2 separate regions of the Mus musculus genome follow, and region 1 is linked to region 2. A link is a contact called in public Hi-C data. All regions are on one chromosome and are shown on one strand. Each heading gives the region's core, a stretch centred on a gene start, on an enhancer-like site or on the middle of the called end of the contact. The rest is flanking DNA. Distances are from core to core; before and after follow the strand shown. Region 1 overlaps Agxt2 (alanine-glyoxylate aminotransferase 2). Region 2 holds the start of Prlr (prolactin receptor).

Region 1 (5,814 bases), core at 1,046-3,545, 220 kb after region 2:
AACACACCAAAAACTAATTCTAGACAGGTCCACATCCCCCTTTTCACGATTAACCCTTCCTTTCCACTATCTCTGGGGGGTGGTGAGCTAGAAGGGAGGTTAAAGCATTAAAAAGCGCTTATTACCATAGGTTTTAAAAAATTCTAAGCCTATGTAGTTTCTCAACCTGCTTCTCCAGCCAAAGTCCAACTTTTCTTTTCTTTTCTTTTCTTTTCTTTTTTTTTTTTTTTGTGCATTCTTTATTGACACTTGATTATATAAATGCAAGGGAACATACTGGGTAGACTCCTCCGGCACATCTGTTATGTAGTTCCTAGGGACTGACAATTCTTTTAAAGGACAGAGACTACTGGAGTGCAAGAGGCCAATCAGAGGTTGAGAGTCCTGAAGAACAAATAGGGTGTCATAGTCAAGTGGTCTACAAGCTGGCCTTGGAAGTTTTCTGTCAGCTTTTCAGTGTTAGGTCATCCAAACAAATTCAAATGAGATGGGGGGTTGGGGTGGACCAACTAGTCCCTAAAACATCACACAATTATTCTTAGCTAAGTACAGATGAAACTTGTATGTGTCTTTGATTCTTGAAAAATCAAAGATTCCTATAGCTGGTTGAGATGGTTCTCCAGGTAAAAGACATTTGCTGTGAAGCCTGTGCATCTCAGTTGGACCCCTCGTATCTGCACTGTGTAGAGAGAACTGACTCCCAAAGCTACTTTCTGCCCTCTGCATATGTCCCACACATGTACACAGAAACAAACAAACAAAACAAAAAAATTTAAGATTTTTTTTTTAAACAAAAAAATCACTATGAGTGGGAGTTAGGTGAAAATCTTTTTAATATCTCAGGTTTCCTAGCTGTGGATACACCTGTGGCTCGGCTAAGGGGTGCAGGGCCCCTATACTGGAGTGTTTGGACTGTGCAAACCTACATGTGGCCTAGGGAAGTCACTGTCTCCCACAGGAAAGGTGCCTGTGGGACTCCTCCCACAGTTCATTTGCTATTGTCTTCACAGTTCGCCAACACTCAGCAAAACCTGGAAAAATGAACTTCCACATTATGGAATATATATTGCTGACAGTTCTTAAAGCCTTGCTTGCCTCTACAGGTGAACAGGTTCAGGGAAATCCCCTTTACCAAGATGGTTTCATTCCTTACAGTAGATTTTTATTTGGTCCATGGTATGTCCACACCAGACCATCTTCTAGGTCCTGTTTATCAAGTGAAGTTACTGTAAAGACCATGGTATATATTTTATCTTTCTGGGCTTCTCTGTCAAACCTTCAACTTTTGCCTTGTAAAAGTATGTAGGGGCTGTCTCTCCACAGGTGATTGAAGAAGAAAATCTCCAGAGAAACAGTCAAGAAGTTGGCACCTACATGCTGCTGAAGTTTGCTAAGCTTCGGGACGAATTTGATATCGTTGGGGATGTCCGAGGCAAAGGCCTTATGGTGGGGATAGAGATGGTTCAAGACAAGGTAATGATCTGCTGTTGGTTGGGTGGCTGCCTGGGTCCAGTAGCAAGTAAAGGAGAAAGCTAACAGGGTCTAGCACTTACAGCACTTACAACTTATTTAAACTATAAATAGCTGTCAGTTATTATACATAATACACTACTTAGGTCCACAGAAAAGGTAGAAAGCCCTGAGGGGAAGCAAGCCAAGTGTACTGAGAAGAGCTCTCCTGAGCAGGATTGAGGTTTAGTCATCTACATCAAGGAAGCCAGACCTCGTGGTGATGTTTGCTATCTGTGAAGGGTAAAGGGGGAGACAAGGGGCAGCAAAAGCACCTAAGACTACTAAAGAAGATTGGCAAGGTTCCCAAGACAGCTACCTAAGGACCATTTTAAAAATACACATCCTAAGCCTTTTCCAAATATTCAAATTTTTCCGACTGTGGTAGGCCCATATTTTTGTGTATAAAAGGCCCCCAGGGAAGCATGCTTACACTATACTCAGAATTAAAATGAATTAACTAGAGGGAAATATTCATGTTCGTAGACTGGGAGTAGAGCTTTCATCCACAGAAAGGATGTAAACTCCAGCCCAATATCACCAACGTTAGAATAGCATGCCTGAGCCCTGCACAAAGGACCAACCTCAGGCCCTAGAATCTGACATGGCCTCTTAGCTCCCAGCTCTTACTGTTCCTGACCCTGAAGGGGTGGAGCCTTAGGAAAAGAGCAAATTCAACAAACATGGAAGATATTTGGCTCCACACCAGCTCCATGGCCATGCTGTAGCCCTGGAAACGCTTAGCTGCATGTGCCCTTACACAACTTCTGAGCCACTTGCTAGACTTTGGAATGGACTCTTCAGTTACACAGAGCATTGCAGAGTTGAAGAGGATTTCAACACAAACAAAGCAGATCTCTAACTAGCTATTAAAAGATCAGCCCCACCCCCACCTTCATGCCCACCCCCAACCCTGCCCAGAGTAGCCATTAGCAGAGCCAAGGTTCACTTACCCCGACTTGCATGGAATGCATGGATGGAATTTCACTTTGTCTTTGGGGATTTTTAGATGACATAGAATAAAGCAAATGTTTTCCATGCTCACCCCCACCCCGACCCCTCAAAACTCTCTGGTTCAGCAATTAACAATTTTGTTTCATTAGGGGGACATTGATTGCTTGAGTTTTGTTGTGGTTTTCCTCGGGTCTCCTGCCTTGTTAAATAATTTTTCTAACAATTCAAACACAAAATAGAAGACATTCCTTTTTTCTTTTTTTCTTTTTTTTTCTTTTTTAATGTATTCACAGATAAGCCGACAACCTCTTCCTAAAACAGAAGTCAATCAAATCCATGAGGACTGCAAAGACATGGGGCTCCTAGTGGGTAGAGGTGGTAATTTTTCTCAGGTAAGAGAATGGCTGCCTCTGAGCTAGAGTCTCCCTGATAGGGCACCTGGTTATGCTTCCTCCACATTATGATAATGCTTGCATGTAGTAAAAAGAAAGAGACAAAAGCTTGTAGCCACTAGAGGGGGATGTGGTAAAGTGATTCCATTATCCATGGTCTTGAAGGCAAAAGAGAGGCATAGAAAGGCCACACGAACTAACCAGACAATTCACAGCATGGGTGATAATAGAACCATGACACTCACATAACGTATACATATTACATACATATGTATTGTATTGAGTATTAATTACTTCTAACCCCTGAGAAAACAATGACAGTCATTCTTCACTCAGTCCTGAAGTCTGACTTTGTGAACCTGGTGTTTTCGTGGTCATTAGAGCATACAGCAATCTAAGATCCATGGCTGCCCTGTATGATCCTAGAAAGAGAGATCAAGGACCAGCCTCAAACATAGTCCCTGATGCAGAACTCAAGATCAGCCCCTCAGTGTCCTTCACCCTCCCCTAGAATAATCCAAAACAGAGCTCACCTTACCCCTTTCTGGAAGTTATGCTCACTCTATCAGGAGCCTGGTCTGACCCTAATGCTACAATAAGATGCTGCTGCTGTTACTGCTACTGCTGTTGTTTTTGTTGTTGCTACTGCTGCTGCTGTAGCACAATACAATCTGCCTCTAAATCTCATGTCATTCACCAGGGTGGGCTCAGGTATGGAAGTGACTTCTGCTCCCTGCAAATATTCTGTTTTCTTCCTCTTAATTTTTACCACTTCAAAAACCTTTTCTTTTATGAAACATGGTCATTGCACATATTTAGGGAGTGTGCCGTGATGTTTTGATGTGTGTACATTAGGATGTTCAAGAGATGATGCTGCCCCAGTACAGGGGAACGCCAGGGCCAAAAAAGGGGAGTGGGTGGGTAGGGGAGTGGGGGTTGGTGGCTATGGGGGACTTTTGGTATAGCATTGGAAATGTAAATGAGCTAAATACCTAATTAAAAATGGAAAAAAAAAAAGAGATGATGCTGCAATCAGGAGCACAAGTCCCTTCCGGTCCACTCCAGCACCGGGGTGCCTTACCCGCGGAGTCTCCGGACACCCGCAAGGACCCACACAGGATCCCCCACGAGATCCTAAGACCTCTGGTGAGTGGAACACAGGATCTGCTCCAATCCAATCGCACAGGACCTGAGACTGCATTAACTAGGGAAGCAGATAACCTGGCCTGATCAGGGGCACAAGTCCCTTCCAGTCCACTCCAGCACCGTGGTTCCTTGCGCGGGGAGTTTCCAGACACCCCCAAGGTCCTCACAGGACCCTCCAAGGGATCTTAAGACCTCTGGTGAGGGGAACACAACTTCTGCCAGGAGGCAGGTTCGAACACCAGATATCTGGGCACCTTCCCTGCAAGAAGAGAGCTTGCCTGCAGAGAATACTCTGACCACTGAAACTAAGGAGAGAGCTAGTCTCCCAGGTCTGCTGATGGAGGCTAACAGAGTCACCTGAGGAACAAGCTCTTACCAGAGACAACTATAACAACTAGCTTCAGAGACTATCAGATGGCAAAAGGCAAACATAAGAATCCTACTAACAGAAATCAAGATCACTCACCATCATCAGAAGGCAGCACTCTCACCCCACCTAGTCCTGGGCACCCCAACACACCCGAAAAGCAAGACCTGGATTTAAAAGCATATCTCATGATGATGGTAGAGGACATCAAGAAAGACTTTAATAACTCACTTAAAGAAATACAGGAGAACACAGCTAAACAGGTAGAAGACCTTAAAGAGGAAACACAAAAATTCCTTAAAGAATTGCAGGAAAACACGACCAAACAGGTGATGGAATTGAATAAAACCATCCAAGACATAAAAAGGGAAGTAGACACAATAAAGAAAACCCAAAGTGAGGCAACGCTGGAGATAGAAAACTTAGGAAAGAAATCTGGAACCATAGATGCGAGCATCAGCAACTGAATACAAGAGATGGAAGAGACAATCTCAGGTGCAGAAGATTCCATAGAGAACATCGGCACAACAATCAAAGAAAATACAAAATCAAAAAGATCCTAACTCAAAACATCCAGGAAATCCAGGACACAATGAGAAGACCAAACCTACGGATAATAGGAGTTGATGAGAATGAAGATTTTCAACTTAAAGGGCCAGCAAATATCTTCAACAAAATTATAGAAGAAAGCTTCCCAAACCTAAGGAATGACATGCCCATGAACATACAAGAAGCCTACAGAACTCCAAATAGACTGGACCAGAAAAGAAATTCCTCCTGACACATAATAATCAGAACAACAAATGCACTAAATAAAGAGAGAATATTAAAAGCAGTAAGGGAAAAGGTCAAGTAACATATAAAAGCAGGCCTATCAGAATTACACCAGACTTTTCACCAGAGACTATGAAAGCCAGAAGAGCCTGGACAGATGTTATACAGACACTAAGAGAACACAAATGCCAGCCCAGGCTACTATACCCGGCCAAACTCTCAATTACCATAGATGGAGAAACCAAAGTATTCCACGACAAAACCATATTCACACATTATCTTTCCATGAATCCAGCCTTTCAAAGGATAATAACAGAAAACAACCAATACAAGGACGGAAATCATGCCCTAGAAAAAGCAAGAAAGTAATCCCTCAACAAACCAAAAGGAAGACAGCCACAAGAACAGAATGCCAACTCTAACAAAAAAAATAAAAGGAAGCAACAATTACTTTTCCTTAATATTTCTTAATATCAATAGACTCAATTCCCCAATAAAAAGACATAGACTAACAGACTGGATACACAAACAGGACCCAACATTCTGCTGCTTACAGGAAACCCATCTGTAGAAGAATGTGAATTGATCCATTCCTATCTCCTTGTACTAAGGTCAAATCTAAGTGGATCAAGGAACTCCACATAAAACCAGAGACACTGAAACTTATAGAGG
Region 2 (5,572 bases), core at 3,042-5,541:
TGGGGAAAAGCCTCGAAGATATGGGTACAAGGGAAATATTCCTGAATAGAACAGCAGTGGCTTCTGCTGTAAAATTGAGAATCGACAGATGGGACTTCATAAAATTGCAAAGCTTCTGCAAGGCAAAAGACACCGTCAATAAGACAAAAAGGCCACCAACAGATTGGGAAAGGATCTTTACCTATCCTAAATCAGATAGGGGACTAATATCCAATATATATAAAGATCTCAAGAAGGTGGACCCCTGAAAATCAAATAACCCCATTAAAAATGGGGCTCAGGGCTAAAAAAAGAATTCTCACCTGAGGAATACTGAATAGCTGAGAAGCCCCTGAAAAAATGTTCAGCATCCTTAATCATCAGGGAAATGCAAATCAAACAACCCTGAGATTTTACCTCATACCAATCAGAATGGCTAAGGTCAAAAATTAAGGTGACAGCAGATGCTGGCAAGGATCTGGAGAAAGATGAACACTCCTCCATTGTTGATGGGATTGCAAGCTTGTACAGCCACTCTGGAAATCAGTCTGGCCTGTCCTCAGAAAATTGGAGGATCCCGCAATACCTCTGCTGGGCATATATCCAGAAGATGTTCCAACTGGTAAGAAGGACACATGCTCCACTATGTTCATAGCAGCCTTATTTATAATAGCCAGAAGCTGGAAAGAACCCAGATGTCCCTCAACAGAGGAATGGATACAGAAATTGTGGTACATTTACACAATGGAGTACTACTCAGCTATTTAAAAGAATGAATTTATGAAATTCCTAGGCAAATGGATGGACCTGGATGGCATCATCCTGAGTGAGGTAACCCAATCACAAAAGAACTCACATGATATGTACTCACTGATAAGTGGATCTTAGCCTAGGAACTTAGAAAACCCAAGATACAAGATACAATTTGCAAATCACATGAAGCTTAAGAAGAATGAAGACCAAAGTGTGGACACTTTGCCTCTTCTTAGAATTGGGAACAAAATACCCATGGAAGGAGTTACAGAGACAAAGTTTGGAGGTGAGAGGAAAGGATGGACCATCTAGAGACTGCCATACCCGGGGATCCATCCCATAATCAGTCTCCAAACGCTGACACCATAGCATATACTAGCAAGATTTGGCTGAAAGGACCATGATATAGCTGTCTCTTGTGAGACTATGCAGGGGCCTAGCAAACACAGAAGTGGATGCTCACAGTCAGCTATTGGATGGAACACAGGGCCCCCAATGGAGGAGCTAGAGAAAGTACCCAAGGAGCTAAAGGGGTCTGCAACCCTATAGGTGGAACAACAATATGAACTAACCAGTACTCCCGGAGCTTGTGTCTCTAGCTGCATATGCAGCAGAAGATGGCCTAGTTGGTCATCATTGTGAAGAGAGGCCCCTTGGTCTTGCAAACTTTATATGCCTCAGTAAGGGGGAATGCCAGGGCCAAGAAGTGGGATTGGTTGGTTAGGGGAGGGTATGGGGGACTTTGGGGACAGCATTTGAAATGTAATTGAAGAAAATACCTAATTAAAAAAAAGTCTCAGCTAATAAAGGGAATTATAACTTACAAAAAAAGAAAAGGGACAGGTATGTGTTCATGTCTCAGTGATGTCTTCCATTCAAGATGGGACAAGAAAGAAAGAAAGAAAGAAAGAAAGAAAGAAAGAAAGAAAGAAAGAAAGAAAGAAAGAAAGAAAGAAAGGGAGAAAGGGAGAAAGGGAGAAAGGGAGAAAGGGAGAAAGGAAGAAAGGAAGAAAGGAAGAAAGAAAGAAAGAAAGAAAGAAAGAAAGAAAGAAAGAAAGAAAGAAAGAAAGAAAGAAAACAAGCAAGCAAGAAAGGTATGTATGTGATTTGGAGCAATCTTTTTCAACTTTACAAATATAGATGTAATTGTGTTTTGTTAGCAGTATCAGTATCTGTTGTGGTGTTTCTCGCATTTCCTATTTATTAAAGAATAGAAAGCTATCTCCAATTGGTAAAAGTGAAATCTAGAAACAAAAGTGTCCCCTGTGTAAAGGAGAAAGGAGAGAGGCTGTGCCAGAAACCCTGGAATAGCAGGGAGACATGGGGAAGTGGAGAAATGCGGCGTCCTAAAGGAGAGCTCACAGAAAGCAGGGGAAAGGCCAAGGTAACCCTGCCTGGAGAGCAGCTCGCGGGCAGCCATGGCAGAAGAGGAAGAACCAAATAGTGACCAAAACAGTAGAGTTGATGGATTTTCTTGTAGGACTAGGAAAGTTACCCTGAACCTCTTGGATTATAAGTTTATCACCAGACATGCAGGCATTGTTATTCGGCTCCTCCTTGGGTGTTGCTGGTCTGCACCCAAGGCTAGGAATAGCCAAATCCAAGGAAAGTAAGTCAAGAAGGCTGTGGATGTGTGACGCTTTCCTAAACTGTGAATCATCCCAAGTGCCAGCTGGGCCAGGAACAATCTGAGAAAGCTGTGGAAGGGAACTCATGGCTAGGAAATAGGAAGGCAAAACAAAACAGGCAAGGAAAGAAAACCGTGAAGACCATAAGGTTTTATTAGCGTGATTGGCATTTTACAGACTCCATCAACATTATAGCTATTCCCCTGCTGAGCCTGGTTTACACTAAGTGAAACTCGTGCAAGTCAAATGAATAGCGATATCCAAAACATTGCTAGTGTGTTACCTTAAACTGTGGGGTGAGGTCTTGGAGACAGTGAGCAGATACAGAGTCAAGACACAGCTGGATGAATCAGCAAGACAAGACACACACTGAGGCAGATGCAGATCTAAGCAAACGGAGAACACGAGGAAGTGGGTGAATGGTTCCAGTGTGTGCAGAAGGAGAGAGTCATGGTCTAGCTATGGAGCAAAGGGAAGCTGGCCTCACAGATGACTTCCCTCAGCATCTCAGTAACAGGAGAGCACAAGGAAATTTACGACTGTGAACGCCTGCCTGTGGCTTGGGGTCAGGGTATATGCTGCACAGCAAAGCAGAAAGCCATGACCTTCTCTCCAAATAGCATGTGGATTAGTCACTTACCCTGTTCTGGAACCTACTTCTGCTGTGCAGCAGGAACGCAGACGTCTAGGAACCACAAGGAAATCGAACAGTTTTCCATTGCCAAAGGTGATTCTCCCTCTCTTCTCATTATCTGTTAGAATAGTCAAGGAAAATTACACTTTACTGAGTAACCCCCAGCCTTTCAAAGGTCACACAGGAATATAATCACTAACCTCTGGTGGTTCACGATGGTTTAGACACTTTAATAATATGATGATCTACCTACACGGGCATCCTGTTAAGTTTTGTGCTAGATAATTTCCCCCAAATTCAGTCAAATATACAAGTTCTAAGCATATCTGATAGGCAAGACAAGGCTAGATTATGATGTTCAACAGGTGTTTTTATTCTTTTTTTTTTCTTAAAATATCTTAAACTTAACAATGGGTTCATTGTGGTGTAACTTGGCCACTAAGAATGTCTGTATTCTGCCATTGGAGAGGATACTCGTTAGTTTTGAAAATGAACGGGCACTGTATTATACACTCTCAAAGGTAATTGTGAGCAATGGTCCACCTCAGCCACCAGAAGCCGGCATAGTCTGTGCACAGCAGATACACACCCCACAGCCTCTGAAAACCAGGGGTAGATCATGGTTTATCTTGTGCAGGTCATGTGTGAACGCCTCTTCTAATGCAAGAGAATCGCCTAAACGTCATGGGATTTCCAGCAGCTTCCTGCAGTGTGGCAGAAAGCCATTAACGAATGTGATTTGCCAGTTATTGTAAAGTGTCAATCAAATCAGAGGAAGAAAAAGCAATGTTTCAATGATTAAAAAAAATATTCAATAGCTTGTTCAAAATAACCACCCATCGTGGCCCTCTAACTTACCTAACAACGGGACACAGTGTTAATCAATGGCATCACTTACCTGTTCAGAGATAACTATTTGATCCAAGTAGCTATTGGTATTTGTTGTTTTAATAGTTTATTTTCAAGAGAACATAGGGAGGGGTGCAAGAGGAAAAGCAGTGTTTTGTTAATACCAAAGACATAATATAAAACAACCCTCAGATGGTGCAGCTTATTTGAGGAGGTACATTCTGCATTTGCGGAAAGGAGCCGACTCGTGGGTTGCTGAGGATGTTGGTGTATCTACTATTTTGATGTGGCTGAGCATAAAGTAGAGCCCTGGAAGTTCTGCTGTGTTAAAAAATAGAAAGCAACGCGTCCTTTAAGGGTCCCTGTTTATTCTTCCTCGACCACTTTCCTCTGACTCCTCCTCCTTCCCAGGGAAGGTGTGATTCCAATCCCTAGAGCCCCCTCAAGTATTGTCAAGCGGCTGGCTGCTGGGTGTTGCTTGCTGGGAAGTACGGAAAGAAATTTGACACCGAATCTCATCTTGGCTACTGGGAGAAATACCATCTTTGAGGTCACAGGACTTAAAGGACATTTCTATTATTGTTTTGTCTCTTTACTGGTAGTCTTGATGGAAGAAGGTCCCCTGATCATGCGAAACGGATCCGGGAGAAATCAGACATTACCTTGTCCACCTTTTCTCTGCATTCTGATTCCCCCAACTATCTCCGTCACCTTATAAAACTGGCAGGCTCTGGACCTTTTGCACGCTGGAGAAAAATCACTGTTTTGCCTCCAGCAAGGAACATGCATGTTGCAACACTGACTCCTCCTCTAGTGAAGAAAGAGTGAACAAGTGCACCGAGTTGAGCTTCTTCTCAGAGACACGCGGCTGGCGACGGCAGAGCAGAGGCTAAAATCCCCAGACTGCCGGGTCTTCTGAGCTGGGCTTTCCCCGCCTTCCTGCTCTGTCTCACTCACTCCTCTCCTGCGTTCTGGATTTTACACGGGGCTCAGGAAACAGCTTTACCTGTCACTGAAAAAGCTCGCGTTCTTTGCAAGAAGTGCTCAATCCCTGGTATGGCAGACTTTTCTCTCCAGCAGAAGTGAGTACCCATGTCAGACAAGGCTGTGCGTGGCCAGGGGTGGTGCGGGCGGGCGCTCTCCAGGGCCGCGGGTTCGAGGCCGCGAGTGGGAGTGGAACAGTTGGCTGCAGGCGCGGACAGCTTAGGGAAATGCCAGCTAGCTGCCAGAGCCCGCGGGCGCGAGGAAACCCCATCCCGTGCTGTGAGCGTGCCTGAAGCCAAACCTTGGTGTCCCTTTCGAGAAAAGCTAAATATATGCCAAGGGGCTTGGCCACCCACCCCAGCTTTTACAACTGCTCTCGGTGTGTTTTAAAATAAACCCTGCAAGCGCGCCCTTGCGAATGAGTTTCGGTGGTGTGATGGTGGGGTTGCAGGTGGTTTGTGTCGAAATGAAAAGCTGGGGAGATAGCGGGGAGGCTGAATGGGCTGGGGCAGGAGACGTGGTGGCAGCTAACTTGGGCAGTCTCCTGCCGGCTGCACAGCTGGGTGCCAGGTGAAGAGACAGTCACCTGAGCTCCCACCCCCACTCCCTAAGGCAGCTAAGCGGAGTCTGGGCAGTGTGCTAGGAATTCAGGCCCTAGGGGTAGAAGCAAGGACACACTGCTGGAGCAAAGATCATGGGATCAGGGGACAGAGGGGATAGCCTCCCAGAACCCAGACTCTTAATG

What was found. A called contact is a pair of places that touch in the nucleus more often than the background predicts.
Region 1: a Hi-C map of liver shows a contact between it and region 2, with 2.7 times the contacts expected there. The contact joins the enhancer-like site here to the promoter of Prlr in region 2. A contact is called at or near these places in 2 of 39 promoter capture datasets (both in liver), 2 of 484 Hi-C or Micro-C datasets (both in liver) and 2 of 9 other capture datasets (adipose tissue and liver).

The regions. Positions count from the first base shown.
Region 1 is chr15:10,397,691-10,403,504 of GRCm38.p6, forward strand. It overlaps Agxt2 (alanine-glyoxylate aminotransferase 2), which reads left to right. Exons shown (of 14, transcript NM_001310735.1): 12 at 1,324-1,473; 13 at 2,757-2,855. Among named protein-coding and RNA genes, the nearest start is that of Gm52213, 22 kb to the right of the region's middle. Within about 2 kb of position 2,296, at least 11 of the 459 cell types and tissues checked have an H3K27ac peak or open chromatin away from gene starts, as enhancers often do. A contact at or near this core is called in liver, where this site is marked.
Region 2 is chr15:10,172,947-10,178,518 of GRCm38.p6, forward strand. It overlaps Prlr (prolactin receptor), which reads left to right and starts at 4,292. Exons shown (of 10, transcript NM_011169.5): 1 at 4,292-4,925.